Linked DNA regions of Mus musculus: all the other regions are linked to region 6. A link is a contact called in public HiCAR-type and promoter capture Hi-C data. All regions are on one chromosome and are shown on one strand. Each heading gives the region's core, a stretch centred on a gene start, on an enhancer-like site or on the middle of the called end of the contact. The rest is flanking DNA. Distances are from core to core; before and after follow the strand shown. Region 1 holds the start of Clptm1 (cleft lip and palate associated transmembrane protein 1). Region 2 holds the start of Tomm40 (translocase of outer mitochondrial membrane 40). Region 3 holds the start of Apoc1 (apolipoprotein C-I). Region 4 holds the start of Nkpd1 (NTPase, KAP family P-loop domain containing 1). Region 5 holds the start of Ppp1r37 (protein phosphatase 1, regulatory subunit 37). Region 6 holds the start of Ap2s1 (adaptor-related protein complex 2, sigma 1 subunit). Region 7 holds the start of Relb (avian reticuloendotheliosis viral (v-rel) oncogene related B).

What was found. Promoter capture Hi-C pulls out the DNA fragments that hold promoters and counts their contacts. HiCAR-type assays count read pairs that join an accessible place to other places.
Region 1: a promoter capture Hi-C map of pre-B cells shows a contact between it and region 6, with 7 times the contacts expected there. The contact joins the promoter of Clptm1 here to the promoter of Ap2s1 in region 6.
Region 2: a promoter capture Hi-C map of pre-B cells shows a contact between it and region 6, with 6 times the contacts expected there. The contact joins the promoter of Tomm40 here to the promoter of Ap2s1 in region 6. A contact is called at or near these places in 3 of 39 promoter capture datasets (hippocampal neurons, liver and pre-B cells).
Region 3: a contact with region 6 is called in a HiCAR-type map of astrocytes, with 6 times the contacts expected there. The contact joins the promoter of Apoc1 here to the promoter of Ap2s1 in region 6. A contact is called at or near these places in 1 of 484 Hi-C or Micro-C datasets (B cells) and 1 of 115 datasets of contacts at active chromatin or transcription factors (astrocytes).
Region 4: a contact with region 6 is called in a HiCAR-type map of astrocytes, with 4 times the contacts expected there. The contact joins the promoter of Nkpd1 here to the promoter of Ap2s1 in region 6. A contact is called at or near these places in 1 of 39 promoter capture datasets (cranial neural crest) and 1 of 115 datasets of contacts at active chromatin or transcription factors (astrocytes).
Region 5: a promoter capture Hi-C map of liver shows a contact between it and region 6, with 2.6 times the contacts expected there. The contact joins the promoter of Ppp1r37 here to the promoter of Ap2s1 in region 6. A contact is called at or near these places in 2 of 39 promoter capture datasets (cranial neural crest and liver) and 2 of 115 datasets of contacts at active chromatin or transcription factors (astrocytes and embryonic stem cells).
Region 7: a contact with region 6 is called in a promoter capture Hi-C map of hippocampal neurons, with 4 times the contacts expected there. The contact joins the promoter of Relb here to the promoter of Ap2s1 in region 6. A contact is called at or near these places in 2 of 39 promoter capture datasets (hippocampal neurons and pre-B cells).

The regions. Positions count from the first base shown.
Region 1 is chr7:19,663,695-19,666,394 of GRCm38.p6, reverse strand. It overlaps Clptm1 (cleft lip and palate associated transmembrane protein 1), which reads left to right and starts at 1,365. Exons shown (of 14, transcript NM_019649.2): 1 at 1,365-1,461. The coding sequence starts at 1,390.
Region 2 is chr7:19,714,101-19,716,800 of GRCm38.p6, reverse strand. Tomm40 (translocase of outer mitochondrial membrane 40) reads left to right here and starts at 1,372. Exons shown (of 10, transcript NM_016871.2): 1 at 1,372-1,443; 2 at 1,542-1,820; 3 at 2,441-2,508. The coding sequence starts at 1,547. Nectin2 (nectin cell adhesion molecule 2) reads left to right here. Exons shown (of 9, transcript NM_008990.3): 9 at 1-157. Gm38955 (a long non-coding RNA gene) reads right to left here and starts at 1,337. Exons shown (of 2, transcript XR_881874.2): 1 at 812-1,337.
Region 3 is chr7:19,691,290-19,694,079 of GRCm38.p6, reverse strand. Apoc1 (apolipoprotein C-I) reads left to right here and starts at 1,421. Exons shown (of 4, transcript NM_001110009.2): 1 at 1,421-1,471; 2 at 1,594-1,669; 3 at 2,045-2,192. The coding sequence starts at 1,612.
Region 4 is chr7:19,517,202-19,520,110 of GRCm38.p6, reverse strand. Nkpd1 (NTPase, KAP family P-loop domain containing 1) reads right to left here and starts at 1,380. Exons shown (of 4, transcript NM_027116.1): 1 at 1,290-1,380; 2 at 1-309. The coding sequence starts at 1,380.
Region 5 is chr7:19,561,081-19,563,818 of GRCm38.p6, reverse strand. Ppp1r37 (protein phosphatase 1, regulatory subunit 37) reads left to right here and starts at 1,421. Exons shown (of 13, transcript NM_199149.3): 1 at 1,421-2,008. The coding sequence starts at 1,789.
Region 6 is chr7:16,737,078-16,739,777 of GRCm38.p6, reverse strand. Ap2s1 (adaptor-related protein complex 2, sigma 1 subunit) reads right to left here and starts at 1,334. Exons shown (of 5, transcript NM_198613.2): 1 at 1,240-1,334. The coding sequence starts at 1,242.
Region 7 is chr7:19,628,169-19,630,868 of GRCm38.p6, reverse strand. Relb (avian reticuloendotheliosis viral (v-rel) oncogene related B) reads left to right here and starts at 1,431. Exons shown (of 12, transcript NM_009046.2): 1 at 1,431-1,678. The coding sequence starts at 1,627.

The DNA.
Region 1 (2,700 bases), core at 116-2,615, 2.9 Mb before region 6:
TCATGGTGTTCTTGTGCTGTGCCATGAAACAAACGTTCGTGAACCCCAAAAAGACCACCAAGGAGCCAAATCCAAAGCAATTGCATTAGGATCTTTTTATTCAAGCTCTTGTTGCGGTGTAGCCTAGAACTAGTGCTAGGTACCGGCCTGTTAGTTTACTTGAGTTCAATCTTAAGTCAGATTCTCTGAGATGGAGTCTGAACCCAAAGGAATTGGTCTCTCACTTGTTTAATGTGCTGAGACATAACCTGTAATCCCCGATAGCACTCCTAGCACTCCTGAGGATGAGGCTAGAAGATGCCGCAAGTTCTATGCTTGCCACAGCCAGGGCTTCATTTCAAGACCTTTCCCTTTACCCATCAAAACGAACAAACAAAAGGAGAAAATAGGATTATTACTCTCATGTATGTTATGTTTTAATCCCAGTATTCTGGAGGCTGAGGCAGGAGGATCAGGAGTTGAGGCCGGCCTGGGCTACAGAATGAGATCCTGTCTTTGTGTTTAAAGATTCGAGGTTTGCAAGAAAGCACAGACCCCTAATGGAAGACGAGTGCTAAACTAAGCGGCCTAAAAGCGGCTAAGGTCCGGGATGAAGGTGGCTCAGCGGCTAAGAGCATATCTGCTCTTCCAGAGGTCCCGAGTTTACTTCCGAGCAACCACACGGTGGCTCACAACCATCTATAAGGTGATCTGATGCCCTCTGCTGACATAAAGATACAGTGCTCGTGTACATAAAACAAATAAACGAGTCTTTATTTGAAAAAAGTGACTAGGGTCCCATTTCCAGGTGTGGTGTCCGTAAGAAAGCAGATACGGCCTAAGGATGAACTACAGTCTCCGAGGGTTGATGACGAAAGCTTAAGACAAGGAAATCGCATCAGAAGCGAAAAGAACAAAGTAATGACCACCCCTTAGGTCGAAAATCCGCAGCCAGAGAGGGGTTTTCTCTTCAAGAGGGGCGTGGCTCTAGCGAATCGCTACGGTGGCCGGAAAAGCTCCGAAACCATCGACTTTGTAAAACCCGAGAAGAAACGGCCATCCGAACTGCGGTGGAATTGCTTGGGAAGACCATACAATCAAAAAAATAACCATCCACCTTGGCCGAGTGTAACAAGTAGAACCCATGAAAAGAGCATTTCCTGCTATAGAAAGTTCAAGCACTCGGAGAAGTCACTCCCTGCTAGACCAAAACAACCAAATTGCGGTGAAAGGGGCGGACGTCGAGTACGGTGGCCTAGTTGGTCCTTCAAGAGGGCGTGGCTTGAGGCGCTCCATTCTGATACGGAAGCCTGGTGGGGACGGGTTAAGCGTAAAATCTCGCGCGATCGCGCTGGCGCCGTCGGGGACGGGGCGGGGCTGGCGGCGGGGGCGGGGACCCGGAGCAGGAAGATGGCGGCGGCGCAGGAGGCGGACGGGGCCGGCAGCGCCGTGGTGGCGGCCGGGGGAGGCAGCTCTGGTCAGGTACGGAGGCCGAGAGGTGCCTGAGGGGGCTCTTCCCCAGCGGGGGGCACCCCTGCAGGGAGTGTCTTGTCCTTTTTGGAGGAACCCGGTGCACCGGGGGCTCCATGCCCCAGAGGGACCTTGAATATTGGGCCCTGGCGGCGCCCGGCCGCCCAGGAGGCCGGACGGTGGCGGGAACCCGGCCCTGTTGCGCGCCGGGTCTCCTGCAGGCTCGCGCCGGGCGTCCAGCGGACTCCTTGCTCGAGCGGAGGAGAGGGTGGCGCGGAGGGGCGCAGACTCGGTCCTCGACTGTGTGGTTCCAGCCTCCAGCACTGTTTCTAGAGAGGGCTGGTGTTCCTGGTCCGCTCCGCAGTGCCCGAGATCGGGGGCAGTGGTTGGTTAATTGAGAGTTTTCAAGCTCAGGGCAAATACGGTAATTGTGGTGGGTAGAGGGCATGGGCTGCGGAGGCCGACCGACCCATTTCACAGACAAGGATCCGAGGGACGACAAGACGAAGGCGCTTGTAGAAGGTCACCCAGGTTAGTTTTGGTGTCCGTTCTAGGAAAAAGCTGACTGTGGGTGGTCTGGGCTGAGATGGGCGCTGTTTTAGCCCAAGCTGATCAAATAAATAGAGAAATAATTGATCCAGGCGCGTTTGCCTCCCAACCCATTACCACCTCAAATAAACTGAGACCTCAGAGCATAGCAGTTCACTCAGGCACCGTGCAGGCTTCTGCTGGAATTGATGGAGTGGAAGCAAGGTGCTGTCGACCCACCCACTGGGATGTCACTGCCGTGTAGGAGGCAGCTCAGGGGTGAGGAGTACCGACTGGGAGGGGTGCATGTAGCTGACTGGATGTGACCTTGGACAAGTTTTCTTCCTTTGGGTCTTTATTTCCCCAGTGGTTAATGGAGGACTTGGGCGAGAGGGCCAGCCTTATGGCTATAAAGATGTCTCCAGTCATGTCCCTGCAGTGAGGGGAGTGGGAGAGGAGATGGTAGCGTAAACAGACTCGGGAAGTGACAGAAGTCGGGATGAGGGGCTGTAGGGTCTCAAAGGAGGGGGACAGATACACTCAAGTGATGAGGTAGAACCCACCTTTTCTGACTGAGTCTTTCTGGCATTTCCAACCAGACCTTGGGTGCACACAGCTCAGGAAATTGCTGGTTTATCCCTGCTGTGGTGAATACACCAGCGGGGTCTGCAGGGACGTCCTAGCCTCTGGTCCTTGGGACTGGCTCCTGTAAGTTTCTGTTGA
Region 2 (2,700 bases), core at 123-2,622, 3.0 Mb before region 6:
TACCCAGTGAGATGAGAACTACATATCCCTCTTTAGGGGATGGTGTGTGTATGTGTGTGTGATGGAGAATCTGGGCATCTGGGTTGGGAATTTTATTTTGTAAGCATTTCCTACATAATATGAGTTTCTACTTTGATAAAGTCTTGTGTTTTCTGTGAGATGTGAAGTGAGTGGGGTACAATGAGGCCTGAAGCTTGAAAGGCATCCGTGATCTGTAAGTCAACAGAGAATGGACTCCCCTCCCTCCCCAAAAAGTCAAAAAAAAATGCCCCAGAAATTAATGAGTCATAAGCAAAACCGCATCAACCAAAAGAAAAAACGGTAGGCATGCAAGAAGTGTCTAAGATCATGAGGCAAATACTATTTTCAATGAAGCCCCCAAGGCGTGATGGGTAATGGAGCTAAACGAATGAGCCAGAAGCAAAGTAAGAAACGAGGGCTGTAGGCGTAGTGGGTAGTCGCCAGAAGGTAAAAGATTCCAAGATAGTTCATTAGAGAAAGGCCGGAAGGATGGGAAACGTGAACAGGCAGACACGAGCTAAACCGAGCCAAGGGATTGAAGCTCAATGAATGGGGGAATGAATGCTGGGTAATGGGAAAGGAATGAATGGGCCAAAGATAGAAGCTACAGTGACGCAAGGAGCAGACGGCATGATGGGTAAAAAAATAAAAGGGGGTGGGGGGGTCAAGGCAGCTGCGGCGTTAAGGGAGAAAGCGGCATTGTGGGTAGGCAGAGGCCGGCAGGTTATCCCAGAACTGGTTTGAAACCTTCCCGAGGCACTGTGGGAAGGGGCAGCACTTCCGGCTTTACCGTCGGGGACCCTGCCTCTCCACCGCGGTGCCTGTCGGGACGCGAGACCTGACCTTGCTGCCTAGCAGCGTCTGCAGCGCAACGCACCTCTACTGATGTCCCCTGACCCTGGCGCATTGGCCAATGAGAGACCTAGCACGCACGTCACCATGGCCGGCCCATTAGACATACTGTAGCCAATTAGAATGTGAGTTGAGCCAAGGTCCACCAATAGTCAAGGCATTTTCTGGGGCGGGTCTCCGCGCCTCCAAAAGGAGGGCGGGGCAATGAGCAGGTAGGCGTGTCAATGCGTGTGCTATCGACAAATAGCGAACTAGCTCCAGCCCCGCGGCGTCGCGAACCAATGAACTTGGGATACACGAGCCAATAGGAAGGTAGAGGAAGCTGCACTGACTGATTTCGACTAGGAACCAATAGGAGTAGGGCTTCAACAGAAGGGTGGAACTTCCTGCTAATTCTCCAATAGAATGTCTTTCTTCTAGGGCGGTGGGCGGATCTCGGAGGACACCGAACCAATAGAATCCATGGGGCGGGAAAACAGCGGTGGCGGCGGCGGCAGCGGGTTCGGTTGCGCTTAGCGCACGGGGTAGGAGCGGAGCCCAGGCCGGGAAGAGGAGCCGCCGCGGCCGCCAGTGAGAGCCGAGTCCGCTTTGGGTGGGAAGGGCCTGGGGTTGCATCCGGGGGTGTGCGTGTCGCCCCGATCCCTGCCCTCTGACCTTTCCCCTCGCAGATACCATGGGGAACGTGTTGGCTGCCAGCTCTCCGCCCGCAGGGCCACCGCCGCCTCCTACGCCGTCCCTCGTGGGGCTCCCGCCGCCGCCTCCTTCGCCGCCAGGCTTCACTCTGCCGCCGCTCGGCGGCGGCCTGGGCACTGGGTCAAGCACTGGCCGTGGTTCGGAACGGACTCCCGGGGCTGCGGCCAGCGGCGCTGCGGCGGCCTCGGAAGATGGGAGCTGCGGATGCCTGCCCAACCCGGGGACGTTCGAGGAGTGCCACCGGAAGTGCAAGGGTGAGGGGCGCCAGGCCCGAGTAGCCCCAGGGAAAGGGAAGGGACCCCCCGGAGGATTGGCGCACATCGTTGCAATCATTAAACAGAACGTTGGAAGCTGATGATGGATTGGAAGGGTGGGACCTTGAACTTGGGGCTCGAAACTGCGATCAGATGATGAACTCGTTGGGGAAGAATGCCACAGCAGGAGGGAGAAGTCTTAGGGTACTGAGAGCCAGGGGACCAACCCCACCAAGATTCAGGAGTGTGATCAGGAAGGGAATTATAGTCCAAGGTCACGGTGTCAAGAGGTTTTCCCCAATGTTCCTGTGAGGGGTTCGACCCAAGGATCCTAGCCTAGGATCTTTTGACAATTTGATCATAAGAGGGAGGACATTCTTACTCTCGATAGTTAAGTGTGTTAACTTACTAAATACTGAGGACAGTTCTGTGTGGTGAGAACTGTAAGCATGAGAAGTTAGGCAGGAGAGTGAATTTCCTAAGTTGAGGTGACTGCACTGGGTTTAAAATGTGCAAAGGGCCAAGGTTCCTCTAGTGGTGGAATTAGTGAGATAAGAGTTTGTGAAGAGAGCTTGGGATGGGAGAAGAATCTGGGGTATGACAGCATCTCTCTTCTGCAGAGCTGTTTCCAGTTCAGATGGAAGGTGTCAAACTTACAGTCAACAAAGGGTTGAGCAACCGTTTCCAGGTGAGCCTTTCTGGTGCCTTGACCCTCCAGAGGTCACAACAGCGATACTCCTCCATGCATACAGATCCCCTCACTCTTAAAGGCTTGGGGTTTTTGGTAGGTAGCAAGATTCAGATAGCACTCCAATGGCACCACTGGCCAGGGCAGAGGTGGGAAGATCGTACTCCCAAGACCAGACCAGCATGCATCAAA
Region 3 (2,790 bases), core at 172-2,671, 3.0 Mb before region 6:
CCACAGAAAGACATTACAGAACTAGGATCGTGAAGGAAGTCATGGAGGCCAGCCTGTTGTACAGAGTGAGTTCCAGGACAGCCAGGGCTACACAGAGGAAAACAAGAAGGAAAAAAAAAAAAAAAAAAAGAACTGAATGACTAGCAGTTTTAGAACCTTAGCTGTGTGCTTCCCGTACCCTACCTGTGGCACAGGAAGCCCTTGTTGCTAAGAGTAGGATGACACTGGAAGCACCAAGCACTGGGCAGAGTAAGGGGGAAATCTGTTACATTATTCAGATGGGCGCTTGAGGACTGAGCAGGACTCCTTTCAAGAAGCAAAAGGGTCAGGCCTGGTGCCCACAGGGACTGGAAGCTAGCTAGCGCCGAGTTGGCCCCAGAGATGTCGCAACCCAGCCAGGGTCGAGAATCTGTTCCACCCCTTTCACAACCATCCCCCTGTTGTCGTCGTCCCCACCCCCACCCCCGCCCCAACTGACACGTGGGTTGCAGGGGCACCAGGCCAGCCAACCTAGAGTCTGGGCCCCTTAGCCACCAGCTGCCAGGGGGTCACTGTCGGTCAATGACAGCTCTGGGGGAGGGGGGGAGAAGGGCCTTGGACTCTAGCCTGAGAGAAAGGATGTTGTGGAAGGAGGGGGCAGGGAGGCAAGTTTAGGGCCTGCAGGGGCCTAGGAGGCCCCACAAGACCTAAAAACGGGGGAAGGGGGGTTGTGCCAGTTAGGGGACACTATGGAGCTCTGCAAGCTAAGAGGCTCTTAGCTTCTTTGCAGTTTTGACTAGCTGAAGAGGCAACTTCTAAGGAAGGGAGATGAGGGGATGCCAAGATCCCAGAGAGCATCCGAGGAGGTCTGAGGGTGTGCAGATGCAAAGGCATTGGAGGTGAAGGGAGCCAGGGTGCAGCATCCGGGACAGAATGTGAGCTGAGGCTCCTGGTCAAGGAGAAGGTAGAGAAGAGCTAACCTGAGGATGCAGTGTGAGCTAGGGGTGAGATGGGGGTGAGGGGAGTTGTTTGTAAGACCCCCCCCCTTAAGGTGGGACAGCCTCAGAGAGAGAGTGAGTAGGCAGAGCAGCCAAGGCTGGGTGGAGATCAATGAGATTTGGAAGTGAGGATGCTGACCAGTGACGAGCCTTGGGCCTAAATAAAAAGCCTGGATGTGGGATCTGCCTCCCAGTATCGACCAGAATGACAGAAGAGAGTGGGCTGGTTGTGTTGGTGTTGGTGCATGCCTGTAATCCCAGCAACTCACTAGAGAGGCAGAGGCAGGAGCATCACAAATTCCAGGCCAGCCAAAAAGCCTATGTAAAAAAAAAAAAAAGAGAAAAAAGAAAAAAGAAAAAGTAGGTGGACACAGAGACAAGGGGGAGGCTCAGGGGGAGGGCGACCAGCTTGCTCCGCCCCCTCCCCAACCGGTTAAACCTCTGTGCAGGATCCTCCCACCGCCATGGGCCTCCTGAGAGATCCTTAGATCCAGGTTAGTGCATAGGAAAGTGTCCCCCCACTACCTACAGCTAAGGGATTGGGGTGGTGGGATCATGGTGGAGGGCGGTGGTGAATACTAGCGATGTCCCCCGCTACCCGTGCGTCTGCCTCCAGGGTGCCCCTCCAACCAGGATGAGGCTCTTCATCGCTCTTCCTGTCCTGATTGTGGTCGTAGCCATGACCTTGGAAGGTAAGAAAGAGCCTTGGAAGGTAAGAAAGAGGCTTGGAAGTGTGAAGTTGGCCTTGTGCCTGCGGCCCAGGCTTAGAAGACCCTCGAGGAGGGCTCTGAGGTCCCTTTCTGTGTCATCATTCCACTACCGCCCTCCCATCGTCCCCCATCCCACCTGCCAGGTGCCTTATTTTTGTGTCAAAGTGGGTGCTGAAGGAGGCAACTCTGTCCAGAAAAGACGCAGTAACCAATGACCTAGGATACCACCCTTTGGAATTGGCTAATCTTCCTAGAAGGGGCGGAGCGTAAAAACAAGGAGGTGAGAGGTGCAGTAAAATCAAGTGTCCAATACCCTCCCCCATGCTAATGAGTTTGCTCGCAACCCTCTCGCGGCAGGCCCAGCCCCCGCCCAGGCGGCCCCGGATTTGTCCGGAACATTGGAGAGCATACCGGATAAACTGAAGGAGTTTGGGAACACTTTGGAAGACAAGGCCCGGGCAGCCATTGAACATATCAAACAGAAGGAAATTTTGACCAAGACCCGGTTAGGACCTTTCAGGGCACGGGCGGGTGGTGTGTGTGTGTGTGCGTGCGCGCGCGCCCGTGTGTAAAAGCCCTAGCAGACAGTTCCACACTGACACAATGGGGAAACTGCACCAGAGTGTTTGACACTTTCCCTGAAGTCATAGAACTGTATCTGAAGTCATTGAACTGGATGTCAAAGTGCTCGTAGTGTGGAGACAGGCGGTGTAACTCCCAGCCAACTGTTAGAGATGTTTCCAAGTCCTAGTGAAGGGCCAAGCTAGGCGGCTGACTGGTTAGGACAGACCCTGACCCCTCCCTGTGTACTCTTGAGACAGGTCATGACTTGAGTCTCCGAGACAGAGAAAGAATGTAGGAGAGTTGGGGCAGGGGCACAGCAGAAGCTGTACAGGCCTGGGCTCTGCAGTTTACACTGGCCAAAGAGAGATTAGGGCATGCTGGGTTAAGAACTAGCCAGGCAGTGGTGGCGCACACCTTTGATCCCAGTATTCATGAGGCAGAGGCAGGCAGATCTCTTTGAGGCCAGCCTGATTGGAGCTAGTTCTAGGAAAGCCAGGGCTACACAGAGAAACCCTGTCTCAACACCACCACCACCCCCC
Region 4 (2,909 bases), core at 131-2,630, 2.8 Mb before region 6:
GTGTGGAGGTGACAGGCTTGGGGGCGCTGGCTGGTTCCATGCGGGCAGCGGCGATCGCGGGTGACCCCTTCTGGGCCCCGCGAACTGGACCGAGCCGCTGCCGCAGAGGGCTGGGAGGTAGGGGTGGGGGTTGTCGCTGCTGCTGCTGCCGCCGCTGTCGCTGCGGAATGAGGGGCTGGGGACACCGGCGACAGCCGCTGCCACCTCGGTGGCTATGGTAGGTCTGCTGCCAGTGAGCCTGGGGGGACAGCTGATAGGGCCCATGGGTGTGAGTGGCCACCGGGTCCTGGTACCACTGACGGCAGCATCCTAGAAGGAAGGAAGTGGAGGTGACTGGGACTGAGTCCCAGTCCCCCAGGGGACGCTGGCTTGAGCCAGGTTGTGCTGTTTGGTGAGGCTGGATTGGAGCATCCTTGGGAGCCCCAGAGGCCCCAGAAGAGAGAGGGGCTCAAAGGACCCAAGGGAGGGGCAGGGGCAGAACACACAGGGTTTGTGTTTTTCAGGGAGGACAGAGAGAGGACACCATTGGATATCCATGCATCTTGGCATCCCAAAGACTGAGACTAATTTCCTATATTCCACGGGGGTCCCCACTACAGTCTCAGTGTGAGGATGTTTGAGGGCCTGGCTAGATAGAAGTGGCCAGCGTGGTAACCATGGAGGAAGGAGGGACGGGCCAAGAGCTAGGAAGGCAGGTGGGCCCTGAGCTGCCAGACCCCAGGAGTCTGTGACAGTCTTAACAGGAAGTCACCGGGCCCTCCTCACTTGGTTATTGTGGGAACCTGAGCCACCGACTCAAACACACTCAGAGGGGGCCTCCCCTGCTGTCTTTCCTTCTCCCACCATATGGCTCCTCTGGAGGCTGGCCCCTATAGCATGGAGATTTGCAGACAGGACTCCCCTGCTCCCACCCCCCGGGGAACACTCAACCTTTGGACTCTACAGGAGACAAGCACGGGGTACACACCTGTTGTCTCAGGTTCGTGGGAAGCTGGGGCAGGAGGAGTGTTTGAATCTAGGTCAAGGCCAGCCTGGGCTATAGAGTGAGACCTTGCCTTACCCTTTTCAGTAAGACCAGTCCCACTCTGTAGCCCAGGCTAGACCGGAACTTGCAACAATCTTCCCATCTCAGCCTGGAAAAATGCTGGGACTCCAGGCATTGTGCCACAATTGGCTCTTGTGGCTTTTCTCCCTGGACCCCGTTTCTTCCCTTGTGCATAAATTCAGCACCCAGCCACCCCTACCTGCCTCTCCTGACACAACCCACCCCCTCAAAAATGAATCCTTACCTTTTTGGTGCCCCAACTCGGGATCCAAAAGGTATCGTTCATTGGGGGTCCGGGCGTTCTTGGTGAAGTGCACATTGTAGTTCTTCTGCATGGCGGGCCGTGACGTCAGTGGCCCAATCCTACATGGAAAGGTCAGTGTTCAGCTTGGTGGGGCCCCTGGCTCCCTAGTTCTAAGATGGCCCCCGTAACCTTGGACAGGCAAAAGGCACAGTAAAGATTTGGTGGTGGGGTGTTCCTTGGGTCACTGGAGTGAGCACAGAAGTGAGAAGTGGCATGGTCACATGAAAGACAATGGCCAGATGGCTGGGAGATACTGTGGGGCTAGGCGGGGAGTGCAGAGGTTGTGGGGGAGGGCTAGAGGATGCCGATGCAGCCTGATCTGAAAGCCACCAAGCTAGGCTGAAGTCTAAGCGGTAGAAACTGTCCAACATGGTGGCACATGTCTTTAATCCCAGCACTCAGGAGACAGAAGGAGGGAGACCTCTGAGTTTGAGGCTAGAAAGAGCTACACAGTGAGACCTTCTCTCACAAAGCAAAAGCATAAACAAACAAACAAACAAACAAACATGGGGGGGGCTAAACAGGGAGATGGAAAGAAGGGAGGTCTGGGGAACGATGGCCTTCTGCGGAGTCACAGGCAGCCTCTGGGGGGCAGCGTGTGTTACAGGCTCAGAGAATGAATCAAAGCTGAGATGGGAAAGATACTGTCTGGCCCAGGACGATGAGAATCTGCGTGATTGGGGTTGGGGGGCCAGGTCAGTGGCCCCACCTGCCACCGCACGCCCCCCCGCCCCCCCCCCCGCCGATCCCTGCCCCCACCCCGCGTCCATCCCAGCCTGAGCTCTCAGTACCTACCTGGTGGTGGCCCCGCGGCCCCAGCTCCCTGCCCGTGGCCCCGCGCAGGCCTGGCTGGAGCCCAGTGGCGCCCGCTCGGCCGGTTCTCCTGCGTGTGTCCCCGCCCTTTGGGCAGGCGCCCGGGATGCTGCTCTCGAGGACTGGATGCCCCTGACAGGATGAACCCAGGAGGGGGTGGAGAGTCCACAGCAACCCTCACACCAGATTTCTGGGCACCTCTTCGGGTTGGGTGGAGGCAGAATGAATCTCAAATAGACCCGGTCTGCGAGTTCCTCTGTCACCCAGCTGTGTGACTGTGGGTCAGTGACTTCATCTCTCTGAGCCTCAGCTTCCTCATTGCTGAATAGGCCAGGTTGGCACCTGCTTTTTGAAGTTGTCAAACAGAGAGTCCGCCCAGCTTGGGGCTGGCCCTTCCGTACAGGACCAGCTGACCCATTTACCTGCTGAGGTAAATTCATTCTCTGAGGCTGCTGTGGGTGCCTCACATAGTACCCAGGCAACAGCACATACAGGGAGCGGCTTCTGAGCCTGACCACTCAGTAGCCTCCTTTATCATCACAACCCACAGAGCTGTGATAGTGCCCACTTCACAAATGAGAAAACTGAGGCCCAGAAACAAAGAGCCCCTTCCTTGCCCCAGACCACACAGAGTAGGGAGTTGAAAGCAGGTGGTGACTTCTGAGGCCCTGCCCTGTGTCTAATAGGACATAGGTGGTGCTGGGCAAAGGGACACTCTATCCTGTTGAACCTTTTCCTCGCATCAGC
Region 5 (2,738 bases), core at 172-2,671, 2.8 Mb before region 6:
GAGCAAATGCTGCAGGTTGGTGGTTAGCGTTGAAGTTTTACCCTTCCTCAGTTTGCTCTAGCCGTCTAGTGAGGGAGTCTGTGTCCCCTGTTTCAGCCCCTTGTCACTAGAAATCTTTCAGTACATGATATCTGGAAGCAGTTCCTAGCTAAGCACAGTGACCCAAGTCTGTAATCCCAGCATTTGGTGTGGGGAAGGGGGTGTAGAGGCAGGAGGAGCCAGAGATAAAGCCTGTCTTTCCTACATGGCAAGTCAGCGGGCAGCCTGGATTACATGAGAACCAGTAAAACCAAACAAAACCCAACCCTCCCCCCCCAAACAAAGCCCACTTAATGCCTTTTGGAGTTCAGAATGTAACTGAAGGTTTGCATTAATTATAGGGGCTTTTGGTACTTCTCAGTCTCCAAAGTGTGCTAACCCCCAACTGTGAAGAGGAAAGCAGCTACCCTTAGCAGTGGTCTCAGTTATCAGTTCACACTGGAGCCTCCCTCCAGTTCCAGCCTAGCTCTCTACTTGGCAATGCTGTGCTCGACCCTCCTCAAATCCCGTTCTGTGGTTTCAGTCCCTGTGCCAGTGGGCTTTAATGAGCTGAGAAGGAAAAGCGAAAGTGCCCAGATGAATCCTGAGCTTTGGAATCGACCCCTTGGAGGTGTGGCTTAGGCTCGCTCAGGTTTGGTCAGCTGGTTCATCCCGAGCCTTTGGAATTCCTGCTCCCAGTTTTTGTTTTGTTTTGTTTTTATAGCAGGTTCATGAATACCTAGCAGACTCGTCTAATATTGTAATTTACATTTGATACAATTTTGACGAAAATTGTGCTAAAGTGTGCTCTTCTGTCGCTTCTGTCACTTGTACGTACTCATCCGATATTCAGCTTGGCTCTCAGCTCTCAGCACCTCCATCACTTTATCCTGCTCCCAGTACTTGGCTTAGCCCCACCAGGGTCTCCTGCTGTAGCACCTGCTTGTCTGAGGCTCCCTTTGTAATCCAGCCTAGCCTCGAATTCGCAACCTCCTCCTTCAGCCTCTCCAAGGCTCGGTTCACAAGGCGAGTCACTACCATGTCCAGCAAGTGGTTTTTTAATTAATATCTGATCCGTATTTTATATTTTAAGTTACTCATTTCTTGTAGACGCGTAGAAATCAGAGGACAATTTTGTGGAGGCGATTCTTCTATTTTTACGAACTCAGACGGCTTTAGCCGCTGACAGCCCTCTCGCAGGCCGCGGTTATAGGATTTGTATTGAATCCTTTCCCGAATTACTTGGGCTTGTGACGAATGTGCGGGAGCCTGACTGTTGACAGCTTGGCTTGTGGGGGGCGGGAGGGGGCGGCTAGAACTCGCGCATGCGCGGCGCTCCGGGAGACAGCGTTCATAGGCCCCGCCTCTGTGTTCTGCAGTTTGGCTCTGCAGATTCGCCGGTCACGTTTCTTTTTTCCGCGGAGCTTACTGTTCTTTGTTCCGGTCTTCCTGTCGTCCTCGACACGGTTTTTTTTCAGAGCAAAAGCTTGAGTCGGTGCTATGCTTTTCTCGGTACGCAGCGGGCCCTTCGGCTTGTAGCGAAAGTGTGGCTGCGGAAGAGCAGGTACTCGCGGAGCTCGGCGGAGGCGCGTTGGGGCTCCCGGCGACTGCGACGACGACGACGACGACGACGACGAACGGAGCGGACGGAGGCGGCGCTTGAGGCAGCGGCGAAGCCCATGCCCCGGAACGGCGGGAGGACCCGGAGAGACGAGTCCGGGGCCCGGGGCATGTCCCCGGGGCCCCCGTGAGGAGGAGGAGGCGGCGGCGATGGAGATCCCGCCGCAGGAGGCTCCGCCCGGGCCGGGCGCGGACGCCGACGCGGACGCGGAGGCCGAGACCGAGGAGGCCTCCGCCGAAGCTGAGTCTCCTACCGGGACCTCGCCCCCGGCCGATGGCCGCCTTAAGGCTGCTGCCAAGCGTGTCACGTTCCCATCTGACGAGGACATCGTGTCTGGAGCGGTGGAGCCCAAAGACCCCTGGAGACACGGTAGCTTTGGCGAGGGTTGCGGGGGAGAGCCTAGAGGCGGGTGGGACCGCCATAGGGCCGACCCCCACGGAGGTGGCCCGCGGCAAATGGTACTTATTGGTGATTTCAACGGTGCCTAGGTTAGAGCTGGAGGCAGAGAGGGGTTGGCGGGAGAGCTGGAAAGGTCCACAGGACTGGGTTTTCAAAGCCTAACCTTGTTTGGGAGTTTGGGAGGCTGGCAGCCAGCCTTTGAGTTCATGGTACACTCAGGGATAGATGAAGAGAGCCTGGTTATAGTATTGGGGGAAAGGTAAGTGCCTGAGTCCACGGGATGGTGAGAGCGAAGCAGCTGGTCTGTAAACCAGGAGGCAAAGCGTAGCCGGCTATGGCCATTGCTCTTTTGGCTGAAACGAGGACGGAAATAAACCCAGACTGTACAGAAGTTTGTAAACCCTCCGACTGGGAAAGGAGGGTCAGAGGCAGCAGGTAGTAAAGCAGAGGACGAGGTGGCCAGTTTGCCTGTGTGCGAGGAATTCCGCAGTAAGGTTCGGCAGCAGAACGCGGAGCCCGCTTTTACCAGGGTTTACCTGGGGAAGGACTCGGCAGTATTCCCTACTCAACAGAAGGTGACTTACATGTTGGGAGATGGGAAGATCTAAGATCTAGGCCTGTTGGTGGGGAGGTGGAACTGGACGGGCACTTGGAGGAGTGCATTGGCTTTGATGGCTTTGAAAGGGAAAAGGTTGCTGGG
Region 6 (2,700 bases), core at 85-2,584:
CCTCATTCTTCCCTCAACCTATCTGCCTTATTCAACCTAAGCAGAAAACCACAAACAGGATGTTACATGCCCCTTCCAAGAACTACTTCTGCTGAGCCAGGGAAACCCAGGAAGGGAAGGGGGTGGGCACAGGAGCAGAAGGGAAGAACAGCTGGAAGCAAGGCTGAGTTAAGCCCTCTGTGTCCTACCCCACTTCAACCAATACTTCTTTCTGTTTCCCTCAATGAGAATCGTTTCACTCCTGGGAACACATCTGAGCAGCCCCTAGTCCCTACATCCATCCCTCTGCTGTACCCTCAGGGAGCCTCCCGACCACCTCCCCACATTGTTCGTTGTAACCTCCATCCCCCTGACCCCAGCACCTTTGGCCCCGACTCCGGGAAGCTTCACCTGTCCTTCATTACAAGCACCCCTTCTCCCTGTCCAAGGCTGGCCTCCCTTTTTACAAAGGTCGCATCGAACCTCCAAGACCTCTACTCACCTCCTGTTCTGACATCCCCCTCCCAAGTCTTCTTCTCCAAGTCCCTATCCAAAGAACTCTTAGTTCCAAAAGGCCCGTCTTGGAGGTGGAGGTTCCCCTAAATCCAGTGCTCAGCCCTTCTCCCAAAGCTCCCCCTCCTCAAATGTGACGCCTCCAAGTCTACTCTGCACCCCGGACCTCTCCTCTGTGGAACATTCTGTTCAGTTGCTCCCCATTTTCTTCTAGAATCCACTTTCTACTGCTACAGCCCTCTCTCCTCTTGCAGCAGCCTAACTCTAATCCTACAGGGGCTAACTTCCGGCCTCCAGGGTCCTCTTCTTCCCCTGGAGAGCATCTACCCTGGCCATATCCAATTTGCCCCAACACTAGCTCTCCTTAAAACCAGCTCCTTCCTTCTCATAAGGAACCCTCTCTACCCTGTCTGTAGAGTCTCTGGTTCTTTTCCATCATCCCTTCCTCATCTCCAATATCTTCTCCCGCCTCTGTGGTTTCAAAATCACCCCCAAATGTCTCCCACCAAGGCAGTCCCTCCCCTGGACACTCCTTCCCCTCCAAATCCTTTGCTTGGAACCACAAGCACACCCCGCAGCGCAGCATCCAGCCCCTGATCCCCATTCCTGACCCCAATCCCGAGAACCCGCGCCCGGCCCGGATCATCCGCAGCAGGAGGAAGCTTGTCACCTCCAAACCGAAACCCCGGGGACCGTACGTGAACCACCCCCCTCTGCCTGTCCCCGGTACGACGCTCCCCCCGTTACCATGGCGACCCCTGTCTGGACCCCAGAGGCCCGGGTCCCGCTGTAACAGGGCGGCTCCGGCTCTGCTTGCAGTTGTGGGGCCCAGGGCTAGAACTGACTTCCGGCAGGAGAACCCGCCTTCCTTCTCGGGCACGGCCCTCTGGGAGTTGTAGTTTAAACGCACGCGTTGGCAAGGGTGGCCCCGGTCTAACGCCTTCCCAGCATGCTCTGCGACTGCCCTTTTTCCTATCAAGAGACCTAGTCGCCAAATGCGAGTACCAAATGCATTGTGGATGAAGGACTCTGAATAAGGACAATTTCCATAGGTTAAAAGTAGACTGAGTGAGCGTTGCATTTCGGGAAATGTGGTTCTAGTGCTCCTCGATCCCAAAGCTACCAGCAAGGACATGCTGGGAATAGTAGTTTTTTCTTTTCAACTTTGCTTTAAATTATAACATATAATGTGCTTTGATAATATTTCCCCATTATTATTAGCTTACTTCTTTCTCCTCCACCAAAACCCTTTCTTCCCCAAAGTGTTCCTTTTTTCATGTATGTTTTTCTTGCGGAGCGTGTGACCCACGGCATTGATCTGGGGTTGCGGATGTGAGCGTTACTTACTTGGGCATGGGCATCTTTTAACAGAATACACTACTGGGAATATGACCCTCGCACCCTCGGCGACTGGTTTTTAATTTTTTGCTTATTTTATGTATTTGAGTTCTCACCTGCATGTAGGTAAGTCTATAGTATGCCTGCAGTGTCCACAGAGGTGGAAGACAGCATAAGAACCTAGGAACTGGAGTTTGGGAGCCGAATCTGCTAGAGTAGCAAAAGCTCTTAAACACTGAGTCTTCTCTCCAGCATCTCAATCCGTGCCCACCTGTGGTGAAATGCTGATGGGCCTGGTCTCCTACAGGCCTTGAGCAGTAACTCCCAGCTGCTGTAAGGTTTGGCATCATCTCTGTCACGTTCAGAAGGCATGTTTCACTCTTCCCTCCAGTGATTTTTTTTTTCCTTTAAACTCGGGTTTTAAAAAAATATTTATTATATGTAAGTACACTGTAGCTGTACTCAGATACTCCAGAAGAGAGCATCAGATTTCGTTACCAATGGTTGTGAGTCACCATGTGGTTGCTGGGATTTGAACTCAGGACCTTTGGAAGAGCAGTTGGTGCTCTTAACCGCTGAGCCATCTCACCAGCCCCTAAGCTCAGGGTTTTATGTATCCCGGACTGGCCTAGGACTAGCCTTGTAGGGGAGGATCAGTTGGAGTCCTGATCCTGCAGCTTCTGCCACCAAAGGGGCTACAGTATAGGCATATGCCACCACACCAGTCTTAGGAAAAGTAGGTTATTTTATTTTATTTTACTTTTGAGACATGGTTTCTTATGTAGTCCTGGCTGTCTTGGAACTCACTCTGTAAACCAGGCTGGACTTGAACTCAGAGATCTGCTTACCTGGACTTAAGGTATGCACCAC
Region 7 (2,700 bases), core at 182-2,681, 2.9 Mb before region 6:
TTTTGTTGGTTTGCGTTGAGACAAGGGCCTGCTATGCAGTGGAACTCACTACTTGTCAGTGGATCTCCTGCCTCTGTCTGTCCAGAATGGGCATATTGTGGCTACAATATCTTTCTGTGTGCTGCTGAGAACACAGCCTAGAATCTCATACATGCTAGACAAGCATTCTATCACAAGCCACATCCTCAGCACTACAGTTGGAAAACCTCAAGGAAAGCAGTGATTGGTGTGTGTGTGTGTGTGACTGGCAAGCTTATTCTATGGGAGATGTCCACTCCTGGGCTTGCTTATGACACTGGAACATTTCCCTCTGGTACAAAGTGAAAAAGAATATGATTCAGTGTGAAAGTTACATGATATTCCCATTTCTATATTTATCAAATTATGTTCTAATAGAACATAGCCACATCCCTGTTTCTGGTCCTTGGCTGTTTATGTAAGATGGCACATTTGAAAATTAAGACCATTTGGTTCTCAAAGCCTGAGCCTAATGTCTTTCATTGCAAGAAAAGGTTTGCTCTAAGCTGGACGTGATGGTAGGTGCCTGGGATCCCCAGGACTCAGGCTGAAGCAGATGGATTATCATGAATTCAATGTCAACCAGAGCTACATAGCAAAACCAAAACAATGCTCTTTGCTTTGGTGTGCAACAGTAGATACCGGTGCCACATCATTCACTGCTGCAGTTTTCTGCCTCTGGAGCAAGAAGTGGGCCTGGTTTTAGTAATGCTGTACCCTAGTTTTCATTACAGGCTGCAGCATATGGCAAGTGCTTAATTATGCGTAGGTTGCTTGAATCATTGATCACACATGCTATGATAGAAGGGGAATGGAACATACAAGTTTCTATAGGTTTCTATAGGTTATAGGTGCCATATATCACCAACGGGCTGGGACTGTAGCTCAGTATTCATGAAGCCCTGGGTTCAACACTCAGTGCTGCATAGACTAGGTGGTGGTTCATGCCTGTCGTCCCAGCACTGTGGAGGGACGAATCTGAAGGATCCATGGGGGCAAAAGGATCTGCAGTTCAAGGTCATCGGTCTGGGCAAGATGAGACCCTATGTAAATTTTACTTCAAACAAATTATCAATGGCTGCTAACTTCCCACTCCTGGCTTCATTTGCCAGCCTGAAAGATAGCAGGTTCAAGCCCTCGTAGGGGAAATGGAATGCCCATTTCTCAGCTTGTTCTGTGGGTAGGGCGCAAGTGGACCCGGACGGACCTCAGTGGTCTTGGCCAAGGCAATGGGCAGCGACTCGCACCCGGACCCTGCGAAGTGCCAAGCCTTCGCTTCCCGGCCGACCCCGCCCCCGCAGTCACGTGAGCAGCGGGGGTTTTCCCATTCCCTTTGACGTGACGTCACGGAGGGGTACGAGCCAATGGGTGCGCAGGCCGGCGGCGCCGGGGAATTCCGCCGCCCCGCCCCCGCCCGCCGCCCGCTCGGCCCGGCGCCCCCCGCAGCCCCGGGCGCCGTGCGTCCAGCCCGGCCTTCGGCCCTAGCCTTGCACCGCTTGCCCGGCCGGTGATCGTCCCAGCCGACCGGGCTGTCCGACTGCCCGGCTTGCCCTCGTGTGCGCTCGCCCTGAGCTGGCCTTCGGGCTGTCGGTCCCTACGGGCCGGGCCATGCCGAGTCGCCGCGCTGCCAGAGAGTCCGCGCCCGAGCTAGGGGCCTTGGGTAAGCAGAGTGGAACCTCTGGGGCGGGGCTCGGGCTCGGGGAGTTCGGGGCGCTCGGAGTCATCTGCGGGTTTCCGCAGGATTCGCGCTTCGGTGCGGAGAGTACAAGGGTGGCGGGGACACTGCGCGAGGGATAAGGCAGAAGGTAGAGGATGGTGAAGGGTCTTGCCGGGGAGATACAGGCTAGGCGTCCCGCTAAGGAGTGAGAAGGGGGCGGGGCCTGAGCCTGAGGCAAAGAAGGGGGCGGGCCGGGCGGCGGTCGAGAGGAGGGGCGGGGCATAACTCTGAAGGGGAGGAGCCATACACACAGGGGCGGGGCAAACTCAGAGGAGGCTTCTGGTTTACAGAGTGGGTGAGGCTGCTCTTAGGAGTAAGGGGCGGAGCCTAATTCGAGGAAGTGGCTTTATTCTCTCCAAACAAGGGGGACCCTTCTCCCGCAAGGCTTAGGCCTTTAGAGGCAAAGAAAGAGGCGGGGCCCAGCTTCAAGATTTAAGGAGGAGCGGTGCCTGACCTCGAGGAGGAGGATCCAGGACTGTGCTTGACAGGAAATAGGGGCGGGGTCAGGCTCCAAGAGCAAGAAGAGGTGTGTGGCTCAGTGAGTGGGCGGGACTTACCCTTGGGTTGGGGTGGGGGAAAGTGGGGCGTAGTGGCAGGTCTAGGGAAAGGGCAGGGCCTGTTTAGAAAACGAAGGGCGGGGCCTGACGATGGGATTGAAAAGGGGCGGGGCCTGCAGCGAGATGGGGGAGAGGAAAGTTCTCCAGTGACGAAGTATTGGGGCTCGGATTTCGCCCTGAGGGAAGAACGGAGACGGGGGTTTTCCTGAGGCATCAGGAGTCCTCCAAGTCCCACCTTAATGGGGAAAGTAGCGGATATTGAGTGATGATTGGCGGAGTCAAAGGCAGAAACGAAAAGCCAGAACTTTTTTCAAGAGTTAGAGAAGAGCCGGTTGTGGTGGCGCACTTGGGAGGCAGAGGCAGGCGGATTTCTGAGTTCGAGGCCAGCCTGGTCTACAAAGTGAGTTC